Linked DNA regions of Sus scrofa: region 2 is linked to region 1. Evidence: chromatin contacts called from public Hi-C data. All regions are on one chromosome and are shown on one strand. Each heading gives the region's core, a stretch centred on a gene start, on an enhancer-like site or on the middle of the called end of the contact. The rest is flanking DNA. Distances are from core to core; before and after follow the strand shown. Region 1 holds the start of ZNF777 (zinc finger protein 777). Region 2 holds the start of ZNF746 (zinc finger protein 746).

Region 1 (6,501 bases), core at 2,337-4,836:
GAGGTTGTGGGTTCGATCCCTGGCCTTGCTCACTGGGTTAAGGATCCGGTGTTGCCATGAGCTGTGGTGTAGGTTGCAGACACGGCTCGGATCTGGCGTTGCTGTGGCTGTGGCATAGGCCGGCGGCTACAGCTCCGATTCGACCCCTAGCCTGGGAACCTCCATATGCCATGGGAGCAGCCCTAGAAAAAGGCAAAAAGACAAAAAAAAAAAAAAAAAAAAAAAAGGATTGAAGATTTAAGACCTAGTTCAGGCCAGAGGTTTTGAGTTATTTGATCCCATAGCTCGGCACTGAACCAGATGTGAGACTAATGAGTCAGGTGGCAGCTAACAATTATTTGACATTTATTATGTGCCATGAACTCTGTTTTAAAGGGTTAATCTTCACAAAACCCTATGCACAGGGACTACTAGACTTAGCACAGGGAGGCACCAAGGCCTGGAGAGGCTAAGTAACCAGCCCAAGGTCACAGAGCAGTCTGGCTCCAGAGCCTGGGCCTCTGCCTGCACCGTACAGGTTGCCTCTAGGCCTCATCTGTCAACTGAGACAGCCGGTCAGTATGTGTTCTGAATTCTTTTTGCCTCTAAGATTTGGAGGCTTGCAGATTAAACAAAGACCTGTGGGAAGACATTTCCATCTGATGCTGGGGTCAAAGACCCCTTTGAAAAGCTAATGAGAATTATGGATTCTCTCCCTCAAAAAACACACAAGGGCATCCATACAAAATTCTGCAGGCACTCTCAAGGGTTTCGCAAAGCCCTGAACCTGATGGCTCATCAACAACCAAGCCACCCCTCCACTCTGCACGGGTGAGGGCAAGACTGGCCGACCCTCTGAGATGGGAGCCTCAGCCACAGGGAAAGTGACGAGCATAATGCAACACAACAGGCACATTGATAGCCCTGTCCTCACAGGAGGATTAGGGTCTTTGCCTACGACTAGTAGGAAGAAGGGGGGCCAAGTTAGTCTCCCAGAGTAATACAGAGGTTTAACTGAAACAATGCAGAAAGGCTTCAGGACTGGAAAATAAAGCCATTAGGGCCAAGACATCTTTACTAACTAGTCTAATCGAAGCTCAAAGGAAAATACCAGTTCTTCGCTCTCTGTTATTAGACTGTCTCGATCCATTTCTGGATTTGGAGGACTGCAGAGCACGAGGGGCCACAAGGGCACATCCCCTCCAGTACCCCCGAATGAGAGACCCTTGCTGTAATGTCATCAGTCCCAGGAAACCTGTGGCTCGATATTACCCTAAGCAGATAGAAATGGCCCAAGAGAAGGCTGGAGCTGTAAATACAATATGTAAGAAGCAGCTTGCATTCTTTCCTGTTGGGGGCAGGGAGAGAATTCTCCTGGTTCCTATTTCACAGGATTGAACCCACCCTCCCTACCCGTGCATCATCCTAAGCTGGTGGGGTCTCCAGGATTCATCCATGAGCAGGAAAACACATACTCATACCCATCTGACTTAGAAAAAAAGCTGTGCCATTGTCTTGTCATACCCAGCGTGGTTCACGCAGAACTACACACTATTCAAGGGCCCTAGAGGTCTAAGCATTTCAAAGCCACTTTATTTGATTTTTCCAAGCAGTGTTTACATATCATCACTATTGCTATTATTATTTTAAGACCTGAGAGGCCTTTTAGCAAGCCGTAAATCCCCAGGCCTTGATGGACACAACAGGAAACTGAGGCTCAGGGGCACTGCCTTCCTTCCATGCAGCAATCCTCCTCCCAGCACCGGCTACTGCATCTCAAAGAGCAAGTCTGCGGGCAGGTTTTTAAGAACGGCCCCCCCGAAGAGGCACGCCAGCCCCTCAGGCTGTAGCACATCGCTCCCCAGGCCCCATCCGTCCCGACAGCCAGAGTTCGACCCGGACCCCCGGACGCAGAGACCCGAGGCCCAGGCGCCGGAGCCCGAGAGTCACCTGCTCCCCACGCCGGAGACGATCGGCTGGGCGCTGCCCGGCCTCCCCCCGCCCACCCCCCGACGGGCCGCGTCCCCGGCGCGCCGGCCCAGGCCCCCCACCCCCGGGGAGGCCGCCGCCAGGGCCGCCCGCTCCCCGTCCAGGCCCGCGGCCCCGAGGCAGGCGTTTCTGGGCACGCGGGCGCCGCGCCACGGATGGCTCGCTACGTGACCTTGGGGCAGGCAGGGCCGGTCGCCGCCAGGTGTCCGTGCCTCAGTGTCTCCGCTCTGCGAAATGGGGAGAGCCGCGTCAGCGCCGCGCTCCGGCCGCGGGAGGCTCCGCGGGGCCGAGCTCTGCGGAAGACGTGCGGCGGCAACCCCGACGGACGCAGCGCCGGCTCCGCAGGGAGCGAGGCGCGCCGCCCCGCCGCCCGCCTCCCGGCCCGCGTGCGTGCCAGGCCCCGGGCGTCCCCGCAGCCGCGCCCGGACGGCGGCCGGCTCCGCGGCCCGGCTCCCCGCCCGCCGCCGCCCCCCCGCGCCCGCCCAGCCGGGGCGCGCGAGCCCCCGGGCCCCCCGCCCCCACGTCGCGGCCGTTCCGTCCCTTACCGAGACCCCAGGCCGGGCCGCCGAGCCCGGGACGCGCAGGCCGTCCCCAGGGCCCCGAGTCCGCGCGTCCGTGCGCGCGCGGGCCGCCCTCACCGGAGCCGGGGCCGCCTCGGCCATGGCCCTGCGCTGTCCGCCCGCCGCCGCCGCCGCCGCCGCGCGGCCCCACGCAGGCCGGCCCCCGGCCTCTCCGCAGGCGGCGCCGGCCCGGCCCGGCCTTGCCCGCCCGGGCTCTCGCGGCCGTCGGGCCCGGCCTGCTCGCGGCGGGCGGGGACGGAGCGGCCGAGCCCGGCGGCGGCGTCGGAGCGGGGCGCGCGGCGGTGCGGCGGCTCCGCGGGCTGCGCCCCGGCCGCGAGCTGGGCCCCGGCCCTCAGCACCGGCCCCCGGCCCGCGCGCAGCCCCTCAGCGGCCGCGGCTGCGACCCCGGCTCCGGCCCCGGCCCCGCTGCGAGCTGCGCTGCCGTCCCGGCGCCTCTTCAGCAGGGGAGCTGCACCGCAGCTGCCATGTTGATACAAACTGCATCCTGGGAGGCATGTCCCTCTCAGGCCGTTTAAAGAGAAACACTCCGAGGCTCGTCGGAGGCGGCAGGAACCCAGACAGCTCCATCTACAGCCGGTAGGAGCGAACAGTGTGTCGAGCGAGCAGCCAGGCGGCGACGGACACGCCCTGAGCCCCGGGCCGGCCCGTCGTGCCGCCCGGGCCGGCCCGCCCGGGCCTCCCCCCGCCCCGGGGCCCCCCGGCCGCTCACCTGGGGTCCTCGCCTCCCCGGGGCGCCTGGGGCGAGACCCGGAGGCGCGAGAGCGGAGCGGCGGCGAGAGCGCGCGGCGAGGCGGCGCGGCGGGGTCTGGAGGCGGCTTGATTGGCTCCGACAGCCTTCCTCCCGCCGGATCCCCCCGCGCCTCTCAAACCCAGAACCCGGGGCGCTCGCTTTCAAAACCTGCGCTCACAAAGGGATCTGGGAAGCCCGTCGCCCCACAGAAAGAGGCCCGGAGTTCATGTGACCAGCGCCGTGCAGCCCGGGTTCCAGGGGCGCAGGGGGTTGGGTGCTTTTGTGAAACGCCCGAGTGGTGTTTTCGACCTGAAAGGACAGCGCGCCGCGCACCGGGGCGGGGGCGGGGGCGGGGGGCGGCCGGCGGCGCAGGCCCCGCGCCGGGGAGGAAACTGAGGCCCGGGGCAGCGGCCTCTCGGGGCCTGGTGGGCGCGCGCGCTCTCACCCGGGGCGCGAGCCTCCAGGCAGCGGGGGAGCGTGGAGTGGGCGACTCCCCTCCCCGGACAGGTTCGCGCCCACCCCCGTTTGCGGAGCGCCCGCGAGCTGGCCAGCGCTGGGCAGGACCCGAGAAAAGAAGGACGGAGGAAGTACAGGCAGGCCTCCTGGTTGCAGGTGGCGAAAACCGCCGGGACTAACGGAAGGAGAGAAGAAGGCAGACGCTCTGTGTTCACCTAAAGGGACCCCAGGGGGCTCAGGGGTGGTGTTGCCCGGGAGGCGGCCGGGCCGGCCTTATTTTGCTGTCAGCTCGGACCCCCCTCGAAAGGGGGACAGTGAGGGCAGAGCCCACGCCGGGGCCCCGGCGTCCTTTCCCTCCCCTTCCCGGCCCTTTCCTATCGGGCAGCATCGAACAGTGCATTCCGCTCGTTTCGCTGTTTCCCATTTTTATGTGGCTGCTGTGCTTCGGCCCACACCCTGTCGGGACTTGCCTTTTTTCGGCGCATCATTATGTTTTTGAGATATAGTCATCTTCAGATAGGCATATCTGGTTCATTTTAACCACTGTATAGTATTTCACTGGAGAAACTCCAGTTGACCCCCCTTCCCGGGAGGGGTGTCTGTAGACATGCCACGTTGCCTACCATGCAGTGGCCCTCCGAGGGACAGGGAGACCCAGACACCCAGGGGCCTGGGTGACAGTGTCGCTTTCATCCTCCCTGGGCTCCGAAGTGCTCACCAGAGGGAGAGGGCCCAGGGGCACGTCCACCAGCAGGGCCTGCGTCCTGTTTTCACATCCTCACCAACGCTTACAGATAATGGCCTGAAAACATTTGCCAGTAGGATGAATGTGAAACCGCAGTTCATTATTTTACTTTGTGTTTAGATTTGTATTTCCCTGATTATGAAGGAAGTTGAGGAGTTCCTGTCATGGCTCAACAGAAACGTATCTGACGAGCATCCATGACGTCGCAGGTTGGTTCCTTGGCCTCACTCAGTGGGTTAAGGATCTGGCATTGCCTTGACGTGCATTGCTTGGATCCTGCATGGCTATGGCTGTGGTGTAGGCCAGCGGCTATGGCTCCAATTTGACCCCTAGCCTGGGAGCCAACATATGACAGGGGTTTGGCCCTAAAAAAAAAAAAAAAAAAAAAAAAAAAAAAAAAGGGAAGTTAAACATCTTTTCATATTTACTAGATGTATGGTTTCTTTGTGAATTTCCTCTTTATATCCTTTGTGGGTATTTCTGCTGTAAAGTTTTTTTCTTATTGTTTTATAAGTTTTTTTTGTTTTGTTTTGTTTTTGTTTTTTTGTCTTTTTGCTATTTCTTGGGCCGCTCCCATGGCATATGGAGGTTCCCAGGCTAGGGGTCGAATCGGAGCTGTAGCCCCCGGCCTACGCCAGAGCCACAGCAACGCGGGATCCAAGCCGCGTCTGCAACCTACACCACAGCTCACGGCAACGCCGGATCCTTAACACACTGAGCAAGGCCAGGGACCAAACCCGCAACCTCATGGTTCCTAGTCAGGTTCTTTAACCACTGCGCCACGACGGGAACTCTGGTTTCTTTTTTTTCTAGGGTATTCTGGATATTCATTCTGTCACCAAATACTTAAGGGGATTACTGACTGATACGATTACATTTATGTCTCCCATCTCACTACTTATCACAGTTGCTTTCTGTGTTCCAGGCATTCAATAACATGTTTTTTTTTTCTGTTTTTCCTTTTGCTTGCATCTGGATTGAGTATTTTGTTTAGCAGTTCTATTTTCATCATTCACCTATTAGTTACACCTCATTTTTAGTGGTTGCTGTACATTTCACAATATATATCTTTAATTTCAGCAGCCTGCTTCACATAAACTCTATCACTCCACCATTGTGCTCTAACTTTCCAGCAACTGTCCCACCATCCTCTTGCTGTCGTAGGCATGCATTTTATGTTTCTAGATGTTATAATCCACATAATAAATTGTTGGTTTGCACATGACCCATATCTTCTCCCATTCTGTCTCGTCTTAACATTTTTCATGGTAATTGTTGCACAGATATTTATATTTAAATGTAATCACATTTAGTTTATTTTTAGGGTCTGTACTTTTTTTTTTTTTTTTTTTTGTCTTTTTGCTATTTCTTTGGGCCGCTCCCGCGGCATATGGAGGTTCCCAGGCTAGGGGTCGAATCGGAGCTGTAGCCCCCGGCCTACGCCAGAGCCACAGCAACGCGGGATCCAAGCCGCGTCTGCAACCTACACCACAGCTCATGGCAACACCGGATCGTTAACCCACTGAGCAAGGGCAGGGACTGAACCCGCAACCTCATGGTTCCTAGTCAGATTCGTTAACCACTGCGCCACGGCAGGAACTCCTAGGGTCTGTACTTCTAATTTTTGTTTTCTTCCCTACCCAGCGCCTTAAGGATATGCCTCAATGTTTTTATTCTAAAATGTTTACAGTTTACCTTCTACACAGATCTTTAATCTAGAATTAATTTTTTTAGTTTTTAATATAAATTGCATCTTTACTGAGATATAATTCACATAGCATTAAATCTATCCATTTAAAGTGTACATTTGGAGTTGCTATTGTGGCTCAGTGGAAATGAATCTGACTAGTATCCGTGAGGAGGCGGGTTAGATCCATGGCCTTGCTCAGTGGGTTAAGGATCTGGCGTTGCCGTGAGCTGTGGTTTAGGTCGAAGGCGCGGCTTGGATCTGGCATTGCTGTGGCTACAGCTCCAATTCGACCCCTAGTCTGGGAACCTCCGTGTGCCACGGGTGCGGCCCT
Region 2 (6,501 bases), core at 1,467-3,966, 39 kb after region 1:
TTTTGCTAAACAGTGCCATTTTGCTAGACTTGGCGCTACTGGGGTGTTTTGGTGGAGAAATAGTCAACTGTAGATTTAGCCCAGCCAGCACCTTCCATCATAATCGCACAGGATCTCTCTACTGATGATGACCTAGCGAAAAAAAAAAAAAAAAAAAAACCACACCAAAACAGCTGGTTCACTGAAATGACACAAACACGAGTGTTGCCCAACTGCTTTTTTTAAAAAAAGCATCTCGTGTCTCTTTAATAAACAAAAAAAAACCTAATGACTAATTCCTCTCCACCCCAGGACAATCCGATTTTGTCCCCTCCCATGCAATCCCCCTCAAAAAAAACCCCTAAAAATCACTATTACTGCAAATATCCTCCAGCCAAGAGTTATACTTTTTGATACAACACGAGCCCCCTGCCCTAGTGAGACTGATTTTTTTCTCTCCTTGTTCCTACTCCTCCCAAGGAGAAGTAAGGTCTCCAACATTTTCGTAGCTGTCCCAAGACCAGTGACAACCTTACAGAGACTAGTGAGGAAGGTAAGACAAATGCCTCAAGGTCAGACTTTGATATATGCGGCAGCTACCAGACATGATAAAGAGGTAGAGGGATAAAGAGATGCCCCAGGGACTTGCCTGCCACTGGAAAAGTCACATGGTGGCTTGGATGGCCGGCAGCTGGGGACACAGAGGCAAGGGCACATTTTGCTTTGGGTGGGGCTGGCCCACCACCCTCCCGGGACACCCACATCTAAAGCTGGGACCCAAGGGTCAGAGAGCGTGTGCTGCTCTTTGCGCCTTCCAGCAGTGCCTGAGGATCAATGGTTTCTGACAGCATTCTGAAAATCCTTCCCAAGCAAGTGTTTGGGGACTATTTACAAAATGAAGAAATGACTACTAGGAAGCAGGGTGGAGTCATTTAGGGAAAGTCACTGAGAACTAGAACACGGGTGGACCCCTCCGAAGACAGTTGAGAGTTTGAGCAGAGGCAGAAGAAACTGCCAAGGATGGAGCATCAGGGATTCTGCGGTTTGGAAGGCAGCTGGACCAGATGACCTCTGACCTGAAGGAAGGGCTTTAGCGGGGCTCAAAGGATGGGGAGGAGCTGGATTGGCAGAGAAACTGGATGTGGGTGGGACTCTTGCTCAAGAGGTAGGTGGTTCTGCCCTGAGGCTGCAGGGACTGCCCTGGGCTGGCGCCTTGGGCGGGCTCAGCCTTGCCCCTTCCCCTCACTCCTCTGGATGGGTCCTGCCACACGACTGCCACCTCTAAATGTTTGCTTCAGAAGTGTCCTTTCACTTTATCACCCAGCTCCCCATCCACTGAAGTCCCACTCAACCTCCAAGAGCATCTGAGTGCCCTTATTACCATCTTGGTGTGGCTGGAAAACAGCACCTGCATAAACCCCAATCTTCTCAGCCAGGCACACAGCTTTCTTACATTTTAACAGGGCCAGGCAGCCTCACCGCGGCCTTCACACCATGTGGTGGGAGATATTTCTCCTGAAGCCCAGCGACTCACAGAACGGTGCGTGGACATGATGGGGCCGTCCTGACCCTCCTGCTAGCGACACTCTTGGCTTGAGCGCGGCTGATGCTAAAAGGACTCCAAATCCTTCAATGGCTCCCCACCCATCTGATGAAGTCCAGGCATCCAAACCCCTTCCAACTCTCTCTGCAGCCTCCTCTCCCACTGCCTCGCTACCGAAACCATCTTTTCCAGGCAAACAGGGTCCCTTCTGCCGTCTCTGGGTCCAAGCCTCCTCTCTACCAGAGAAGCTCCACCGGTCCAGCTCAGCCGGATGAAATCCCAGCCCGCCCTAAAAGCCCAGCTCAAATCACAGCAGCACAGGCCAGGGAGGTGCACGCACCTCCTTCTGTCTTGCTTCACCTTCGTCCGGGCACCCGTCTGCTCCCCGCAAGGCGCAGTGTGTGTCCCTGAACACAGAGCGACCCCGGCTTTGCACACACTTCCTGGCTGTGCGATCCTGGGTAAGTTAACTTCTTCAGGCCTCGCGTTTTGCTTGTTTCTCACGGAGGAGGCGGACCTCCCCCCCCCGAGATGTGTGGTGAGGACACAATCACGCCTAACAGGGCTGCTGCCGGGCCCGCCTCTACCCACGGGAGCAGCTGTCTTGCGCCCCGACCCCGCGCGAGCTGGGCGCTCAGAGGGTGCTCGGTGTCTTCGGCGTCGCAGCCGCCCCGACACCTCCCAGGTGCCACCAGGCCGCTGGGGGGAGCTGGGCGGTGGGCAGAGAAAGGAGACGCGGGGTGGGGGGCGCGGAGAGCGGGGGGCCAGCGGATGGGCGGGGGCAGGAAGCCCCGGCGCCGGCAGGAACTCGGCGTGGGGCGGCCTCGGGGGCGGGCGCGGCCGGTTCCGCCCGCCCAGGCTCGGCCCGGAACGGGGGGCCCGGCCGGCGGGCGCCGTAGGCCCCGGCGGACCCCGCGCCCCGCTCGCCGGAGCCCCAGGCGCGGCGGCCCGGCCCGGCCCCCGGAGCCGCTCCCCAGGGCCTGCGGCGCCGTGTGCTGGGCCCGGGCCGCCCGGGCCCCGCGTCCGCGCGTCCGTGCGCGCGGGCCGCCCTTACCGGAGCCGCGGCCGCCTCGGCCATGGCCCTGTGCTGTCCGGCCGGGCCCGGAGGAAGTCGCCGCCAACGCCGCCGCCGCCAACGCCGCCGCTGCCGCGCGCGGCCCCACGCAGGCCGGCCCCCGGCCTCTCCGCAGGCGGCGCCCGCCCGGCCCTGCCGTCCCCGCCCGCGTCGCCGCGCGCCTCGCTGGTCCGCCCGCGCCGCTCCGCCCGCAGACGCGCCGCCGCCGTCAGCGCCCGGCCGGTCCACACTGCATCCTGGGAGCCGGCGCAGGCCCGTGAGGCTTCCTGGAGGCAGCGCGGCCGCACAGCCCCACCTGCAGCCCGGAGAGGCGAACGGCAGGCGCGGCGCCCGCCCCGCCCGCCCCGCCCGCCGGCCGAGCCCTGGTCCCGGCCCGCCCGCCGGCCTCCCGGGCGTCTGGCCCGCCGATCACCCCGGCCCGCCGCCCCGATCCCCCGACCCCCCGACCGCCGGCCCACCTGCCCACCTGCCCCTCGACCCGCTGACCCCCGCCGGCCGCGAGAGCCTCGGGCTCTGGTCCCCCGCGCCCCGAGGGACTCGGGAGCAGCCGGGCCGCCCCCGGGCGGGGATCGTGGCGACGGCGGCCCCTGCGAGCCCCAGCAGACCCGCGCCTTCTGCCCAAGGGCTCCCGCCACGTCGCCGCTGCTGCTTTAGGTCCCGCCAGGCGCTCTGGGCTTCTTGGGTGTGGACGCGGACGGCTGGACCTCACGTCCGCCCTTGATTTGAAATGCAAAGAAATTCTTCCAACAAGAGGAGTATAGTTCACTAAGCCCTGATAGGCAGCCGCTTAGAACTTTCTATAATTCTAAGATGACCCGTAAAAATATGTTCAACGGCATCAACAGCGGAACACAATACCATCACTTAAAATTATTGTGGTGAAGAACTTGGTATGGGAAGATGTTCATGGCATTTTAAGAGAAGTCTGTCCAGAATGATTTATGTATATATAATAATGATACTTTATGTGTGTGTATGTATGTGCATATGTGTGTGTGTATACATATAAATTGGAAGATTTGAAAGTGTATTAAGTGAAACCACAAGCCATTTTTATACATTTTCTAACTTAAATGTTCTTTATTTTGTCATAGGAGCACGAATATTTTATACCATTTTGTAATCACAAGAATAGTGTTTTTAAACCAGGGAGAGAAAGGCAAATAAATTGGAAAACTCCTCAAGAGGCGAACCGGGCTGGTGGCTGGAGGGAGCTTTGAATGGGGCCCTCGTGTGGCTGCGAGACGCATTTCCTTGCAGAATTTCCTCTTAAGTGGGACTCTCTGGATCCGCGGAACCTGCGGGCCACGTGCTCCGTGTCCTGCTGGGCTTGCGGTCTGGCAGCTGGGGTCTCAACCTGCAGATTGTTGTTTCTTGGTCATTCTGGGCTGAAGGTCCAGGAAGCGGCTTATCCCGGATGTGTTCTTCTTTATGTGTGAAAGCGGAATCTCCCCAGGAGCGGCCTGGGGCCAAGGCTTTCCTCAGACTGTTGCCAGAGGTCGTTTCCAGAGGCCTGATTTTCTTCTTCCCGCTGGTGCTGCTGGCCCAGTTGTCTTCTGAGGTCCACTTCCCGCAGCCCTCAGCTCCCAGGGATTTTGCCCCTCAGTGGGGCTGGGAGTCAGGGAGAGAGATTTTGGAATTGGAGCCCCTGCACCTTTTGTCTTTGGAAGGAAATTCCTGACCAGGCAAATTGGACCTACTCACTGTGGGAGAATGTTCTGGAATCTACTCGGAGGTTGTCTTCCAATTTTTTTTTTTTCCTCTCGCTCTTCTTCCACGTGTTTTTTATCCTTTCCAAATCATGCCTCCCCTCTCCCAGACCCCTGTTTTGTGGGCCGGAAGCTTGTATAATTCGGGGACTATTTTTAAGAAAATAAACCTTCACAGAATTACAAATTTTGAAGAGAAGGTAAGAGCTGGCGCAAGGGGTGTGCTCTGAAGCTTCCTTAGCTTCATAGTCAAGTCCTTGATTTTTCTTTTGTTCAAAGTGTAACCAAGCAGGACCCCACCTGGGCCTTCCTGGGACAGACCCCTCCCCACATCCTCTGCCCTAGCTTTCTTTTGAAGTGCCCAGATAAGGGAATCTGATGCATGTTTCCTGAGTTGTTTTATAGATGCTCAAACTCCCACCAAATGGAAGATGTTAAGTACACACGGCCCCCGGGCCTCAGAGCCTGAGGACTGACAGTGTTAATCCCGTGACACCGCCTGTCACCTCACCATCAGCCAAGCAGAGAATTGCGAGCGGGCCAATTCCTGGAGCTGCTGAATCTAAATCTCTGGGGATGGGTCCTTACTATTGTGGGGAAAGCTTTTTAGAAAGAAGGTCTATTTTTAACAAGCTCCTAGTAGGGTTTATGGGTGGGGTGGGAGTGGGGCTCGGATACACACCTGAACCTGGGGAATAACGACCCACCCAACCTGCCACTAAAGACTGGGATCCACTCACTGCAAAGCATCCTGGGTAGCTGGCCCTGCAGCCTTCAGATCTCCTTTCTCTCCTCTCCCCTACCGTGTCTGGTACAGGGTAGGTTTACAGAGCATAAATGAACCACTTCATACAAATCTTTATGTTTTAAGCCTTTAAATTTTAAAAAATTAATTATGGTTAATTTACAATGTTGTGTCAACTCCAGTCATGCATATGTTCTTTGTCTCACTTAATACGAATCTTGACTCCTTGTTCTATGCAGTGTGACGAACTATGGTCCCAAGAAGGCACTCTCCTCTGGGCTGTCACCACTCCCACCCCACCTCCTCTGCGGAGCAAGGGCACTGCGCACCCATAGCCCCCTCTGAAGGAGCCTGGCGAGGCTGGTGACCATGAGACCACATGTCAGCCCCAGGAGGGGAGAGGCTGAAGCAGGCGGTTCAGACTGTTTAGATGTGGGGGGTGCTGACCCCGGGATCTCCTGCAGGTGCCTCTGTGCTTGAGCACAGCCCGCGTTTTTCCCTCTGGTCCCTTAGTTCTGAGGTTTTCCCTTGGCACCGGGCACATGGCCCAAACGTCCAGTCCTAGGCCTTTCAGCAAGGTCATACTGCTCTTCACCCAATATTTCTAGTTCACTTCCCTGACGGATGCGGCTGGATTGTGCTTCCTGGCCTTTTCTGCCTGGATTGGATTGTGATGTGTTCTGGCCGATGAGTTGTCATTTCTGAGCTAAGCATTTAATTGGGGCCTTTCAAAGATTTCTTTCCCTTTGCCATGGTGACCGGCAATATTGGAGAAGGTGATTATTCTATCAGCCTCTATCCTGGTGACCTCGAATAGGTCTCCTAGCCAACTTCTGATGAGCACGTAGCACAAGCGTGAAACGAGCCGTTACTGTAATAAGCCCCATGACTTTGGGTTTCACAGTTACTGCAGCAGACCCCGGCCCATCCTGACCCATACCAGGGCTTGGCAGAAGTTGGCTGGGCATCAGGGAAGATGTCCTTGACTCCAGGTGGTGTCTGTTCAAGCTTGATGCCTCTCACACATGCCTTTCTCACACCCAAGGGAAAGAAGGTACCAAGAGCTTGCACAGAGAACCTGCCCTGCAGCCCTCAGAGCTGGAGAACCAGCGTTGGCTCTGGACTTCCTCTATGGGGCGGGCACTGGGTTCTTTCTAGAATCGCTCAGGAGGAGCCACAGGGGGCTCTGAGGGGCCACCTCCTTTCCAGCTCTTCTGCGGGGAGGCTCTGCCCGTCTCTAGGACCGGCTGGCTGTGGACCAGCCCTTCACAGACATTCACGCCATGGCACTCGAGGAGGGAGCCAAGACTGTGCCTGCCTTGTGGGCCGGCCACTGCGTGAAACGGCCCTCCGCAAACTGGAAGTTGTGTTGAGTCGTCATACTTTAATGATGCACAGAAATCTTGTAGCCCTTTTGTGACACGTCCACGCCTGTTTGAATTTTGAAAGA

What was found. Hi-C and Micro-C count contacts between places; a contact is called where the count stands out from the background.
Region 2: a Hi-C map of skeletal muscle shows a contact between it and region 1, with 5 times the contacts expected there. The contact joins the promoter of ZNF746 here to the promoter of ZNF777 in region 1. A contact is called at or near these places in 4 of 47 Hi-C or Micro-C datasets (epiblast stem cells, heart right ventricle, skeletal muscle and 1 more) and 2 of 2 datasets of contacts at active chromatin or transcription factors (alveolar macrophages and skeletal muscle).

Annotation. Positions count from the first base shown.
Region 1 is chr18:55,642,133-55,648,633 of Sscrofa11.1, forward strand. ZNF777 (zinc finger protein 777) reads right to left here and starts at 3,587. Exons shown (of 6, transcript XM_003134910.5): 1 at 3,259-3,587.
Region 2 is chr18:55,681,860-55,688,360 of Sscrofa11.1, forward strand. It overlaps ZNF746 (zinc finger protein 746), which reads right to left and starts at 2,717. Exons shown (of 8, transcript XM_021078687.1): 1 at 2,577-2,717. The coding sequence starts at 2,600.